Regions from separate parts of the Mus musculus genome. Here all the other regions are linked to region 3. Evidence: chromatin contacts called from public Hi-C data. All regions are on one chromosome and are shown on one strand. Each heading gives the region's core, a stretch centred on a gene start, on an enhancer-like site or on the middle of the called end of the contact. The rest is flanking DNA. Distances are from core to core; before and after follow the strand shown.

What was found. A called contact is a pair of places that touch in the nucleus more often than the background predicts.
Region 1: a contact with region 3 is called in a Hi-C map of bone marrow-derived macrophages, with 4 times the contacts expected there. The contact joins two enhancer-like sites. A contact is called at or near these places in 3 of 39 promoter capture datasets (the 3T3-L1 cell line and macrophages), 23 of 484 Hi-C or Micro-C datasets (the AML12 cell line, the BV-2 cell line, the C2C12 cell line and 14 more), 3 of 115 datasets of contacts at active chromatin or transcription factors (bone marrow-derived dendritic cells, forebrain and microglia) and 1 of 9 other capture datasets (embryonic stem cells).
Region 2: a Hi-C map of muscle stem cells shows a contact between it and region 3, with 2.4 times the contacts expected there. The contact joins two enhancer-like sites. A contact is called at or near these places in 8 of 39 promoter capture datasets (the 3T3-L1 cell line, cranial neural crest, frontonasal cranial neural crest and 5 more), 5 of 484 Hi-C or Micro-C datasets (bone marrow-derived macrophages, liver, muscle stem cells and 2 more) and 2 of 9 other capture datasets (adipose tissue and embryonic stem cells).

Annotation. Positions count from the first base shown.
Region 1 is chr11:110,128,040-110,132,897 of GRCm38.p6, reverse strand. It overlaps Abca9 (ATP-binding cassette, sub-family A (ABC1), member 9), which reads left to right. Exons shown (of 39, transcript NM_147220.2): 23 at 1,024-1,131; 24 at 2,160-2,333. Among named protein-coding and RNA genes, the nearest start is that of Abca8a, 35 kb to the right of the region's middle. Within about 2 kb of position 1,992, at least 15 of the 459 cell types and tissues checked have an H3K27ac peak or open chromatin away from gene starts, as enhancers often do. A contact at or near this core is called in bone marrow-derived macrophages, where this site is marked.
Region 2 is chr11:110,059,603-110,063,999 of GRCm38.p6, reverse strand. Abca8a (ATP-binding cassette, sub-family A (ABC1), member 8a) reads left to right here. Exons shown (of 39, transcript NM_153145.4): 19 at 780-978; 20 at 3,954-4,120. Among named protein-coding and RNA genes, the nearest start is that of Abca8a, 34 kb to the left of the region's middle. Within about 2 kb of position 2,784, at least 10 of the 459 cell types and tissues checked have an H3K27ac peak or open chromatin away from gene starts, as enhancers often do. A contact at or near this core is called in liver and muscle stem cells, where this site is marked.
Region 3 is chr11:110,266,975-110,271,808 of GRCm38.p6, reverse strand. Abca5 (ATP-binding cassette, sub-family A (ABC1), member 5) reads left to right here. Exons shown (of 39, transcript NM_147219.2): 39 at 1-2,440. Among named protein-coding and RNA genes, the nearest start is that of Abca6, 18 kb to the right of the region's middle. Within about 2 kb of position 3,123, at least 92 of the 459 cell types and tissues checked have an H3K27ac peak or open chromatin away from gene starts, as enhancers often do. A contact at or near this core is called in bone marrow-derived macrophages, liver and muscle stem cells, where this site is marked.

The sequences.
Region 1 (4,858 bases), core at 743-3,242, 140 kb after region 3:
GACTGTGGTTTGCTCTTTCATTTCCTTCACAAAAGTCTGTCCCCTTGGATCAAAAAAGGAGAGTGGCCAGCCCTAAACACCTCCTTCTCTTCCCCTTCTGAGATGGCACCTGTTTTTAAAAAAGGTGTCTTGTTGGACACAAACATTTAATCCCAGCACCCAGGAGATAGATTCACGAGGCTTACCGTTTGCTATTAGCCCAGAATACTTTGTGAGATTTTGTCTCAAAAAAATAATGAAATAAATAAATGTCTTAACTACAAACTAATTACTAGCTACTAGCTCAGGTGACCTTGAATTTACATGTAGATACATTTAGAATCAGGTTAGAAATTATATTAGTTTAGTAAAGAGGTGTTTGTAAGTTCTCCTTCAAGAACCATGACTTCACTAGCCCTAGACAGCCACTGATTGCCAACAAGATATGACTGGCACTATAACACCCTATGAAATAGAGTGCCATGCTGGTCATTGTTTGTACATAGGCATCGTGACTGGGTAGGAAGGACTCTTGGTCTCCCCTATCCCCTCCTCTGGAAGCTCAAATGTCACCTTCTTCTACCATGAAATCTGGTCCTCAGGAAGGAATTACTTTCTAACATCCATGCACTTATGACTTTATAAAAGCCTAGTCCTCCAAAACATTTAAATCTAATACTTTTGCATTATCCAGAAGCAGAAGAATAACTCTTTATAAATATCGAACTGAACTACTTTGGCATAAGTTTATGAAAATAGAAAAAAATAACTTCTCCATGGGTGTTCCAAGAATGTGTATTATATAATAAATTATGTGTTTTGTTTTTGTTTTGTGTGTGTGTAGAAAGGGAGATAGCTAAATATAGACATAGAGATAAATGCTATTGATGTGTGAAATGCTTTAATCTTAGAGTAAGAGACGGGAGCTCTGTTCTACAGATAGAACCTTGGGACGGGCCCATTTATTTGGCTGATACACTGAGGACAGTACAATCAAGTCAGAGACCTGCTTTCTCTCCGCTTACCATGTCTGTATGATTGTAGGAACACATGCTTTATGAGTACGGATTCATGAGCAACGCATTTTTCTGGATACCAGTGGCTGCCAGCCTCACCCCTTACATTGCGATGGGCAGCATCAGTGACCACAAAGTAAGACATTATTAAAGTCTTCAGATCTCCTTCACACCCAGGAAAACTTCCTTTGGATCTTGTGAGCATAGGTAGCGAATCTAATGTGTGTGTTCGTTGCAATATATAATGGAGCATTTCAATAATAGGCTGTCAAAATAGGAATAAAACGCATTTTCCTTAAACAGGATAGCGCCACCAACCAGTAGCAAGTGACAGCTTTTAATTATTCTTGGAGACCACCCTATTCTTCCTACAACACACTCCTTGGTACTCATATCTCATCACAAAGACAGTTTCAACCCAGACCTTTTCCCCGTTTAATAAGGCCCATTAAAAACTGCCATGCAAAATATTTGAATGGGGCTTATGGTCATAAGACTTTCCTCATTTGTTAACTGTTTCTTCTCCACCAGGAATGAATACCACTAAAGTAGCAATGTTTTTTCCTTTAAATTCTGCACATTCTGTTGCTTCCCATCCCAGTGAATAATGGACCGGCCTCTGTTCCCATGCCCTATCAGACACATTTTAAGTGTAAGAGTGTTTGTCTGCATGCATTTATCTATCACATGCATATAGTGCACGTGCCTATGAAGGTTAGGAGAGGATGTCCAGTTCCCTGGAACTAGAGTTACCATCCCTGTTCAAAGTCTCCCTGCACAAGCCTGACAGCTGCCAATCAAGGCATCATGCGCAACAGCTCAGCATTTGTAAATAAAAAATTAAATATAAAAGTGTTTAATAAGGACCTATCGCTAACATCCGTACTCTTGACAGTATCCAGCAGTAGATTAAAAAAAAACCCCTTAGGGAGAGCTGAGTCAACTTATCTGTCTTGTTTTGCAATATTAGCCGTCCCTCTGGTGTAGGGTTGTGGCAAGTGGTGATGTCATTTTCCAAACAAGAGTAATAGTTATTAAAGGGATACAGTAAGAATAGCTGCTGTGACTATGCGTGTGGTTGCCTGGGTCTCAGCTTTCTAGGATTTTATGATGATCTTTATGTTTTGTTTTTGTTTGTTTGTTTTTGTTTATTATTATTATCAGAAAAAAGTTCTTTCCCAGCTGTGGACTTCAGGCCTTTACCCGTCTGCTTACTGGTGTGGACAGGCTCTGGTGGACATTCCCATATACTTCCTCATTCTCTTTCTCATGCAAATAATGGACAGTGTTTTTAGTTCTGAGGAGTTTATATCTGTGATGGAGAGCCTGTTGATTCAGGTAAGTGGCAAAGATTTAGAAATTCTTACTTTGGGGATGAAGTTTTATTAGACCATCTTTTCCGCGAATGGAATAATATTAGTTCACAGAGTCCCCTTGGCAGGTTTAATCTAGGTTCCATTGATAAAAGAATTTAAAAAAAATCTCAGAAAGGAACTTGAGAATGATTTGTTGGGGTTCAAAAAAGGAAGAAAGCCCCACACAAGCTGGAAATATTAGCAGCTGCCAGGAGAAGGGGGCTGAAACATGGGGGGGAGGGGGGAGGGAGAGGGAGGGAGAGAGAGAGAGAGAGAGAGAGAGAGAGAGAGAGAGAAAGAGAGAGAGAGGCTAACAGAATACCCATAAAAGGTAGACCTTGAGGCAAAATGAGCGCTGTGCAGAGAAGGAATGAGGTAGGCAGAGTCCTTGCTCTTTTGGTTCTCACTGATAGAATGCAAAAACTGTCCTTTTTCCAGGGTGGCAGGGGTTTGGGCACAAAATCAGCTTGAAAGGTGCTCTCTACACTTGTAGATGACCAGAGCGGGAACTACGGCACATTAATATGATGTGACGCAGCCTTGCAGTCACCCCACAGTTTTTCTTGGGGCCTGGCCTCAGGCTGTGGAAGATAACGAGCTGCATTAACTGTAGGCTTCCTTTAAAGTTGTGTTAGCTTTGGACCAAGAGTGACTGACTGAGACTATCTTATACTGCCAGCATACCCTTTAATGTTGACGCTGTTGGGCCATTTGGAAGTCCCTGTTATGACCCTTGCCTTTAGTTCTAAGCATTCTGAGGACTGTAACTGACTACTGAAAGGCCAGCAATGTTTTATTGATTTTTAAATCTTATTTTTAAATTAGTTGAGCGTTTCAGACCTGTCTTGATTGTATTTACACCCTGTTCCCCAACTCTTTCCCAATTCACCCACCCAGACTTTATTAATCCCAAATATATGAGAAAAAAAACACTTCCATGATGGAGCAATTAAAGCAAGTTTTATTTTCCACGTTTGTTATTATTAATTGATTATTTTATTTATTTACATCCCAAATGTTGCCCCCCTCCCCGTACCCCTCTTGCAGAGTTCTTCTCCCACCCCCTGTCCCCTTCACCTCTGAGAGGGTGTCCCCCCTCCTTGGGGCATCAAGTCTACAGGATCAGGCAAATCCTTTCGCACTGAGGGCAGACAAGGCAGGGCTTTGCTTCATATGTGCTGAGGGTCAGGGACCAGCCCATGTATGCCCTTTGGTTGGTGGCTTAGTCTCTGGGAGCTCCCAGGGGGTCCAGGTTAGTTGACACTGTTGGTCTTCCTGTGGGGTTGCCATCCCCTTCAGTTCCTCCAATCCTTCCCCTACTCTTCTGTAGGGGTCCCTACCGAAATCCCAATGGTTGGCTGCAAGTATCAGTATCTGTCTCATTCGGGTGCTGGTAGAGCCTCTCCGAGGATCGTCTGCAAGAACAACATAGCATCAGTAATAGTGTCAGGGTTTGGTGTTCAAAGTCATGTTTTACAGGGCACATCAGGTTTAAAAAAGAGAAACTTATTCCTAACTGAAAATGGAAACCTGCTCTTTTAGGTTATGGGACTTAAATATCTGGATCCTGCTTTGAAGAGAAGCCTGCTGCATTGAATTGGTTTCACATCTCACTTTCTTTAAAAAAAAAACAATCTTTCAAAATCAACCTGAATATTTTGACAAGTGTGGTCCTCCATGGAAGATTATGCAGCTTACCAGGGGCTACACTCTTAGAGGACACTGTCTCTCAGCAGCTAATAATTGCCAGTAGCTCCATATGACTTGGGCTGAGATTGTATGCCTAACTCCTCTCTCCATTTGGCCTGGCTCCTGCCTGCACAGATCTTATACATGCTACTCCCGCTGCTGTGAGTTCATATAGGGCATCATCTACCACCTCAGGTGCTTACACCCATCCCACATCCTCTCTGCCAATGATGTCTGAGCCTTGGGGAGGTGTAGTCAAGAACTAAGCAACCTGCAGTCTCTCATTTTCTGAACCTTGGTCAGTTGTGTATCTCCATCTTAACCTCCATTTAGTACAAATAGAAGCTCCTTAGTACTGAATGACTTTTTACCAAGCAGTGGAAGACTAGTACTTGAAAAAATATGTTACAAGCCGCTTGGAACTGATTCATGTTTAGCACTCAATATTTGTCTTCTTTAAAAAAATTGTAAAATTTCAGACTCTTTATCTACCAGGGTATTAGCAAACATCAGTTGGATCATTCATTTGAGAAGAAATGGACATGTTGGTTTTCATGTCTCAAGTAGTTCCTGGAAAGGAAATAGCAGCAGGGAGCCTTCTCGTTTCCCCCTTTGCTGCCTAGTTTCCCCTACCAATATCATCATCATCACCATCATCATCATCTTCATCATCATCATCAAGACAAAGAACTTAAAATTGCCTATACCATTATTTTAAAGAGTTGATATCAGCAGATGGGATGGATTCCTAGGTGGGGCAGTCTCTGGATGGCCTTTTCTCCAGTCACTGCCGTACAGAGACTGCCCCACCTAAGGATC
Region 2 (4,397 bases), core at 1,535-4,034, 210 kb after region 3:
GGAGTGGATAAGTTTGTTCACAGAGCATCTTTAGGTGGGTGTGGTGGTACACACCTATAACTATAGCTCTTGGGAGACTGAGGCAGGAACATCCTGAGTTCAAGGCCACTCTGTATTACAAAGAAAGGCCTTTTCTCAGAAAGACCCACAAAATTTAAATTATATTTCTAGTATTTCAGTATATACAATTGCAGTTAACTTCTGTACACTCACCTTGTAACAACAAAACAACACCCCCCAAAAAAGGACCCCTGTGGGTTCTCTTATATTGTCACGGTTTGTTAAAGAAACTGTTGAGTTTCCTGGATCAATGTTATTATTTAGTTATCAAATCATAATTTATATAATGTGAATTGTCAATCATCACCAGTTGCCCTGAAACACGTGTGTAAAGCACAATGTAGAGCATCTTGTTCCCCAGCTTCTCTGTGCCCTGGCAAGGATCACCCCAGGAGGTTCTCCTTAAGCAACTTATACCTTTCTCTGCTCTGTGACTTAATATAAATGGGAAAATGCTGGCTTAATTCTTGTAGGTCAGCTCTGCTCTTATATGATCTGACGATTAGCACTCTCTGTGCTGTTCTATCCCACAGTATTCTTTATGAGAAACATCATTTGAATCAGCGTCGACTGTCAATATTATATTGACCCTTTTTGTTTTCTCTTGGAATTTCTGTTTTCCTGTAAGAGAACTCTTAAAAAAAATCTCTGGATCAAAAAGAATGTTTTCAGAGAAAACTTTAACCACTCATTAGAGATTGCTGGCTTTTGTTTTGTAGATATTGGTATGACAGAAGATGTACAAGCTGGAGGGGCAAGGAGCCCAGAGAGGTTTGCTGAAGTAGAACAACTTGTCTCTTTACTTAATGGGAGGTGTAAGATGAAGGGGGGCATGGCTCTATGGTGGCAGCAACTCTGTGCAGTGACCAGGCTTCGCTTCTTGAAGTTAAAGCATGAAAGGAAATCCATCGTTATTCTGTGAGTACTAAATTATCGTTGCAGATTCCAATTGTTGCATTAAAGCACACATAAGTAAAACGATAAAAATAAATCCCAGAGCAGGTCCCTACTTGCTATTTCTGTTAATAGTCTTGGTATTCACACATTATTATAGTAACACATAGAATGAAAAAAAAAAATCTCTCAGAGATAGTATGAGGCCTGGGGTCTTTCTTCATTACCATCTCTCCTTTAAAGTCTCCACAGTAGAAACAATGAACACCTTAGAACTTAGCCTTGTGTGTGTGTGTGTGTGTGTGTGTGTGTATCTCCTGATTCAGATTTCACAGAATTCTCTGGGACTGTAATGGGTTTGTAAAGTTGATACATCTTCAAATTCTCTCTCTTTTCTGTGGTTCTTATGTGCAATTGGTCCCTTATCAATTCCTGCCAGATGTCAGGCATTTTTAGGAGTTGGACATAAAAGATACCAATTGTCTCTCAAGGAATTTATCTCTTGACATTATCGCCCTGAGATCATCTCATGGTCAATCAATAAGTTGTAAATCAGTTCACATAGAGGAGCCAGGACTTATACTAGAATCCCAGTCAATACTTGCTGAATACATGCTTCAAATGGAGGACATTATCAAGATTAAGACTAGAAGAAAACTATTTGTAGTTAATTCAGAAATGCTTTGTAATACAAACTGGGAGGTGCAAGAACAGAGGGATGCCAGCCACAGAGCCCAGCAGGCAAGAAGTCTTGGAGTTCCTCATGTGCTGGGGCCCTTTCCCAGCCTGTTGACAGGATGGCCCCTAAGAGGAGATGAGGAGTCAGGTGTGACTCAGATAAGGGATGAGTGAGTCAGGTGTGGTGGTCAGAGGAATCTTGCAGCTCGGACTGACTAGCAATCAGGTCACCTTTTTACTTATACCGTTCATAGAACAAAGACAGACTAATGCTTATCCAAGAAGTCCACAGTATATCCTTTTATCTATGGACATGTGTTTGATTTTCCATTACAAATCTGGGGTTACAAGTTCAGTCACAATTAGAAAGCACAAATAGAACAGATTTTATTTTTATTATTAGCCCTATCACTCCAATTCAAAGATTCTGAAGAATGTTTCTGTCAAAGCAAACACATTTATTATATAACAACAGCCTGATTTTAGGCTGGCAGTATTTACAGTTTTAAAGCACCTCAAACAAGCAGAAAATACCTAAACTGGTCTTTTTTATGAATAGCAAATACTAATACCTATCTCCCTTTACAATATTATTTCATCATCTATGTTATAAGACAGAAAATGTTTATTTTGGTCAATCTTCCTAATTTAGTGGGGTCTAGTCTTTCAGGGGTGTTCCTTGTATGATTCCCTATCTCTAAACTAAAATTTCAGAGAGATCTAAGCATATTATAAAAGGGAGCCTAGACTCTGTTGCTAATTATCCTAGTCAGTAAGGGTTTACCTTTTACCAATTATACTGTTTGAGCTTGCTTAAGGGCAGATACCCGAAGAGGATTCCTGGGCTTGTGGTCTCCTTTACAACTTCCTAGCTTTTGTTTATCCTAGCTTATTGCAATCTCTAGGGCACAAGGAAGTTTTCCAAATAGAGGCCAGATAAAGCAGAGGTGAGTTTAGGACTTTCCTTAAAAAAGACTCAGAAATCATTTTCTCAGGAAAAGACATACAATGAGTCATAATGCAGAGTTTCCACAAATGTAACACACAGAGACAAGAACCCAGAAGTGAGAGACAGAAGGACAGCCATCACAGCATTCAGCCCAGCTTTGCTGGAACTGTGTCAAACAGCTGTGCTGACTTCACAACGTTTGCGTTTCCCAGTGGCTGTGGCCGTGCCACCCATGCTTGGAAGGAAATAAGGATGAGGTTTCCGCATTAGTGCTGAAGTGCTGGGATCCAAGTTTTAAACTTTTCAAATGGGAATCAAAGGAAAGGAAAACACAAAAATAAGTAATGGCTTATGTCAGTGAGGCTTAAGAAACTGTTACTATGTCCAATTTTCTGATGAACCGCCAGACTGACTTCCAGAGTGGTTGTACAAGCTTGCAATCCCACCAGCAATGGAGGCGTGTTCCTCTTTCTCCACATCCTCACCAGCATCTGCTGTCACCTGAATTTTTGATCTTAGCCATTCTGACTGGTGTGAGATGGAATCTCAGGGCTGTTTTGATTTGCATTTCCCTGATGATTAAGGATGTTGAACATTTTTTCAAGTGCTTCTCAGCCATTCAGTATTCCTCAGGTGAGAATTCTTTGTTTAGCTCTGTACTCCATTTTTTAATGGGCTTATTTGGATTTCTGGAGTTCAGCTTCTTGAGCTCTTTGTATATATTGGATATTAGTCCCCTATCAGATTTAGGATTGGTAAAAAAAATCCTTTCCCAATCTGTTGGTGGCCTTTTTGTCTTATTGACAGTGTCTTTTGCCTTACAGAAGCTTTGCAATTTTATGAGGTCCCATTTGTCAGTTCTTGATCTTACAGCACAAGCCATGGAAGGGGGAGGGTATAGGGAATTTTTGGGATAGTATTTGAAATGTAAATAAAGAAAATACCTAATTAAAAAAAAAAAGAAAAAGAAACTGTTACCATGAGCAAAACTAGAGACAATGGTTAGGAGAGCAGAGAGCAAAGAGCAAAGAGCAACTCGTGAGTCTGGGGAGTGGTGCACTGTGCAGCAGAGAGGGAACAGTAGGATAAACACAGAGAAAACAAGGCTAGAGCTCAACTTGCCATGTAAGGACATTGCACAAGCTGTCCCATGATCAGAGGGCATCAAGCGAAGTGTGCTGATGGGGAATCCTTGGTTTTTGCTCCCACTTTAAAGACAAGGAATAATTTAAGAACCAAGACAAAGGACCACACATATGAATGTCTGTCTCTAATAATGCCTTGCTTGTAGTATATCCATGCCTTTGAAAGAATGCTCTGAAGACTGGACAATGGCTAGAGCTCTACGCTGTCAATTATTTTTTCTGTTTAGGATTCTGGTTTTGGGGATTGGACTTCTGCATATTTTGTCAGCAAATATTTACAGGATGGTCCGTCAAAGTGACTACTGTTGGGAGCTTGCCCCTCATATGTACTTCCTCACACCAGGCCAGCAACCACAGCCGCCCCTCACGAACTTACTGATCGTCAACAAAACAGGTAAACATGTTGCTAAACATGTGGTTTATGAATATTGTCACTGCTCAGAACATTGCTTAGGAAAGACACACATGACAGAAAGACGAATGTGCTTACATCCAGTTTAGGAAGCTCTATCTTAATTGAAACAACGAAGCCAAAAATATATGATAAAGGAGATATGTTTTATATCAGCACACATTAAAAAATTAAGGGTTATATAGAAATGTTGTGAAAATTGAATGTCACAATGATTATAAAGAGAGACTTGATAGTTGGGAAGAGGAGCACGTTGGTA
Region 3 (4,834 bases), core at 1,874-4,373:
TCACAGAAAGACTCTGACTAGAGTCTTAGTATGTAAGAGTCCAGGTCTCTGAAAGTGCAGTGACAGCTGTTTGTCGAGGTGGCCAGTTCATCTCTACTTCCCTCCAGACACCCGACTGCGAGCTGGGAGAGAGCGCGTTGTTGCCTTTCCTCATACAGGGCTCATTTAAGTTTATTCTTAGATGAGACATTTAATGGATAACCATCTTTATTACTAAATTTGATTCCTTGACTCTCTTGAGTTTTAAGTAGGTCAGCATATACCTTCCTTTAAAAGGTCACCTCAGAACATGGTAGAATATAGGAGCTCTTTCAAGGGTTAAATTAAGAAATAAAAATTAGAGTTTCACTCTTGTGACAGAGTTGAAATATGATAATTAATCTTAGAAATATTTGATTTTATGACTCATATGGACAGGTATACAAGTATATGATGTAGTTGATACTGTATTTCAGGCTGTTGTATATGTGTTAGCTTTGTAAAAACATATATTGTGGTGTGACTTTTGCATCAGAGACGTAAAGAACAATAGCAAGAACAGAGGGCTTGCTACCAACTTTCAATGGTCAAGCTTTCAGTGAAGTTATTAATTATTTAATGTTGGGAAGATTTAATGAACTTTTAGTCCTGTTGGGTAGTAAAATGTGTGACTTTAGGCACTAGTGGCTAATTCAAGTTTTCCTTTCTCAGTACAAGGTGGCACATGGCTGGCAACTTTCTCTATTGCTTTGACAGTTTCTTTCCACCTTCCTAAAGGCATCTGTGTAGTCTCGTATCTCAGAGGTACTCTAATGTAATAGAACCATCCTACAAGTCTGCTTGGATTTTATGACACGCCCCTCCCCCAAGTTCTTGTAAGGTTTCATTGGCAGTAGCTTGCCTCCTGATACCAAATTATAATTTTGGATCCTTTAAGGATCTTACATTTAATTAATCATTTAATTAATGATTACTGCATGACCAATATAGTCAAGATGTATTTAAGATGAAATCTTTATTTTTGCTGATAAATTATAAATTGCACATTGTATTTTCTCAGCAAGTCATTGCTAAATGGTGCCGTAAACTTGAAGAGCTATCTTTTAGAATTTAAGTACCTTGGGCCTTTTTTTGGGGGGGATGTGATTTTTGTAACTCTGTAACCTAGAACACATACCCTTAAAAACAAACAAACAAGCTGCATTTATAGTTTACTAGGACAGTTACCGAAAAGGGTAGGTTTCATTTGTGTCTTAAAAGCGTTTGGCCCTCCTAAGACAGAACTGTCTCATAGAGATGGTGAACACAGGCCATATCGCCTTCTTTCTCATATAGACTTGGTCACTGTCTATTAGCATTGCTCAGTGTGTGCTCAGTGTAAAATATAATTTTCCTAGGGAATGAAAGTCGAGACTGCACTGTCTAGTCTTCTATATTGTGTGTTCATTCATATTACAGTGGATAGTTTGGTTTTATACATGGATTTATTTTAAATTATCTTAAATTATTGCTTTCAGAACTTTGTTTCTTTTCAATACAGGTAAAGAAACAAGTGTATTTGTTAGCAACAAATGAAAACAAACTGCAGCGTCACCTTCCTGCCTTATATTTTCCATCTGTGGCCAAACAGTAAGAGTAGAACAAAGGCAGACTCTGCCGAGTTGAAGGCATTGCTGTCTGCAGCAGAGGGGCCGGTCAGGAGGAAGCAGTGGAAAGCGTTCTGGGAGGTTTGCCTTCTGTGGGCTCTTCCCTGCTTTCCATGCTGTTCTTAGGAAAAAGCAGGGTTCTTTTTTTTCCCCCAAAACTTTAATTTGTCAGAGATTATTTGTAGCCAGTTTTGGTTTTCTCTGTTAAAACATGTTTCGATACTTTAAGCACACCTTCCAGTGACTGCGTTTCAGAGTGGGCTCTTTGGGTAGAAGGATGAACTGTTCGGCTCTGTAAGATCTTACATTTTATTAAGACAAGGATAGATACTTATAACCAGTTATGATATGACAATGCTTTGCTACTAGTCTTAAGAATATCTTCTAGGAAAATGAATAGCACAGTTAATTTTACTAGGGTGAGTGTTGGTTTCCCGGTTCTTTGTTGGTCACTCAGCGTCTCATTCCGATCGTGCGTTTCACATTTGTTACAATGCCATCTTACATTTTCAGGTAGCATTCAAAACGCAGGACTTTTTTTTTTTTAAATAGCAAATGCTTTTAAATGCTTTTTCTTAATGTATTTTTAATATTGTTAACATTGAGTTCTCATCTTTCCCCTTGAAATAGCATATTACATAAAGTGAGAGAATTTATTCTCAGGTGAATTATTTTTGTATCAGCTATTCTTATAAGGTAAAAATTTACTTGTTTTCTATTCATAATGTGTTATATGTACAATTCTCAATGCTGCCCTTTAAGAAAAATGAATGTGCTTATATTATTAATAATAAACTTTAAGAGCTAAAAATCTATGACAGACTTCAGTTTGTATACCAAAATTCATTTAGTGTTCATAATTAGATGTGTGACTTAAATTCAAACTTGAAGCAGTCCTCTGTGCCTAAGATGGTAATATCCCTTAAGGACCCACATAAATGAAGGGATAAGAAAACATTGGGAGGAACTGCAGTTTAATCATACTCAAATTCAACAATAGATAACCAAGAAAAAAAGTAAGAGACTCTTGTTGCTTAGCGAGCCACTGGACATATTCTTCTCATTCTGTCTAGTTGAAAGTCAAAAGAACTTACAACAGCCATTTACCATTTACATGCAGAGCCCTGTGCTGGGGAGGGTGACTATTACCAGAAATGGGGTAATTCCAAAATTATTTATTTAAAAGTGTTTTATTTTTAGTATTACAATTAAAGTTTGCATTTAAAAAATATCTTATTTCTGTCATATGGAAAAAGCCCCAGTTTTTTTCTAACAATATTTTTATTAGTTGTTTTGGCATTTCACATCACGTACCTGATAACACTCACTTTCCTGTCCTCTCAGATCTACCCCACCCTTGTGACCTTCTCCCCAAAAAAGAAGAAGAAAAATTAAAACAAATCCAATTTCTTTTGCAAGAGCAACGTTGGAATAGACAAGGTGGAAAGGTGGATAAACCCTTTGACCGCTAGGTGGCAGCAGAGGGCTACGTGGGAGGGCACCTTCCTAATCCAGGAAGGAAGTTGGGTAAAGAAAGCCTTCTGAGCAGAGGCAGAGCCAGCCAGGCAATCTTGGTGACCAGAGGCTCAATTCTACTGAGTGTGTTGGCTTCATAAGTGCTAGTCTGTTTGGGGAGTAGTGACAGGACTCAAGAGAAGACATGAAGGACAAGAAATGTGAAGCAAGCCAGCAGACAGCCTCAGCCGTTTGTCAAACTGAAAGCAAAGGATTACAAATACAGTCGTCATAGGTTTTGTAGGCTCAACACAGGGAGTAAATCACTGGTTTTCAGTCCCTCTTTTGATGCCTTTAAGAAGTCACAAAACCGGGCTGGAGAGATGGCGGGCCATTAAAGGCTAGGCTCACAACAAAAACATACGAAGTCACAAAACCAAATTTTCAGGTATTCTACAAAATAGTCTTGAAGGATATTTTATTTATTTGTCTGTTTACTTATTTTATGTGAATGAGTGTTTTGCCTGTATGTATGTGTGTGCACCACGTGCACGCAATGCCAGCAGAGGCCAGAAGATGTTAGTTAGCATCCCCAGAATGAAGTTACAGCCAGCAGTGAGCTTCCGTTTGAGAGCTGGGAACCGAGCTTGAGTCCTCTAGAGGGGCAGATGCACTCTTAACCTCTGAGCCAGCTCTCCAGCGCGTGATCAGGGAATCTCAGCACTTCTCATTCAAGCGCAAATATATTGATAACTTACAAAACTGGGAGGTAGATTGGCAGAGATGGGCAACAACAACAACAACAACAACAAACCCTTAAAAAGGGATTTTGGGGGCATCACCTTTGTTAGAGAGGTCACTGCAGTCTCCAGTTTGTTTTTTTTTATTTCTCAACTGCTACTTTCTATAGTAAAGCCAGTATTATTTATGCATTTGAAATAGATTTATTATTTCTCTTACAGAGTCATTTTAAAGATTTAGCTGGTAATTCTTACAGTGAGAGACTCAAGATCACAGTGATAGAAAACAATGCCATTTTCTTGGACTGTCTGAAATCTAACTTCTAACCATTTGAAGATATTTGACTTCATTCAAGTTCCATGCTGGGGACAGGAGCCTGGAGGGTGGCAGTCAGAAGCGTCCTTGGTGTGATCCTGAGAAAGAAGGTTGTGTAGCAAAATGTCTTTACTTGAAGATACAGAGAAAGAATGTAGGGAATCATGACATGTTGTGGCTAGTGATAAACAGGTTATGTAGGGGAAAGAGGAAACATCTCTTAGCCTCAGCTACAGGGGCGATGTGGGGGCTGCGGCGACAAAGCCATAACACACGGAAGATAAGCTTGGCATCTCTGCTGAAAGACTGGCGGTAATTCATAAATCCAGTGAGATGATACAGTATTTCAGTGACTCCTGCATGGCAGGCCAGTGTTGGAAAAGAAATCCATTATGCTGCTGCTTATATCTAATGGTATAGCAAGGTACCATCTTGAGAAGAGGGCCTACTGTTTGAGACTGAGATACTTTGGAGAGAGAATGGAACAGCTGCAATTGAAGGAGTCTGGTGCCTCGGTGTCTAGGTAGGCAGGAGGCACGAGGCATAGCCACGGAGCAGGGAATAGTCAGACATCAACAAGCTGAGTGTAATTGTAGGGCTAAACTACAGAAGGCATGGTAGCCTGCCCAATCTGGAACAAGGACAAAGCTGTTGCGTATAATTACTAAAAAACAATCCACGCTATTGGCGCATAGCCC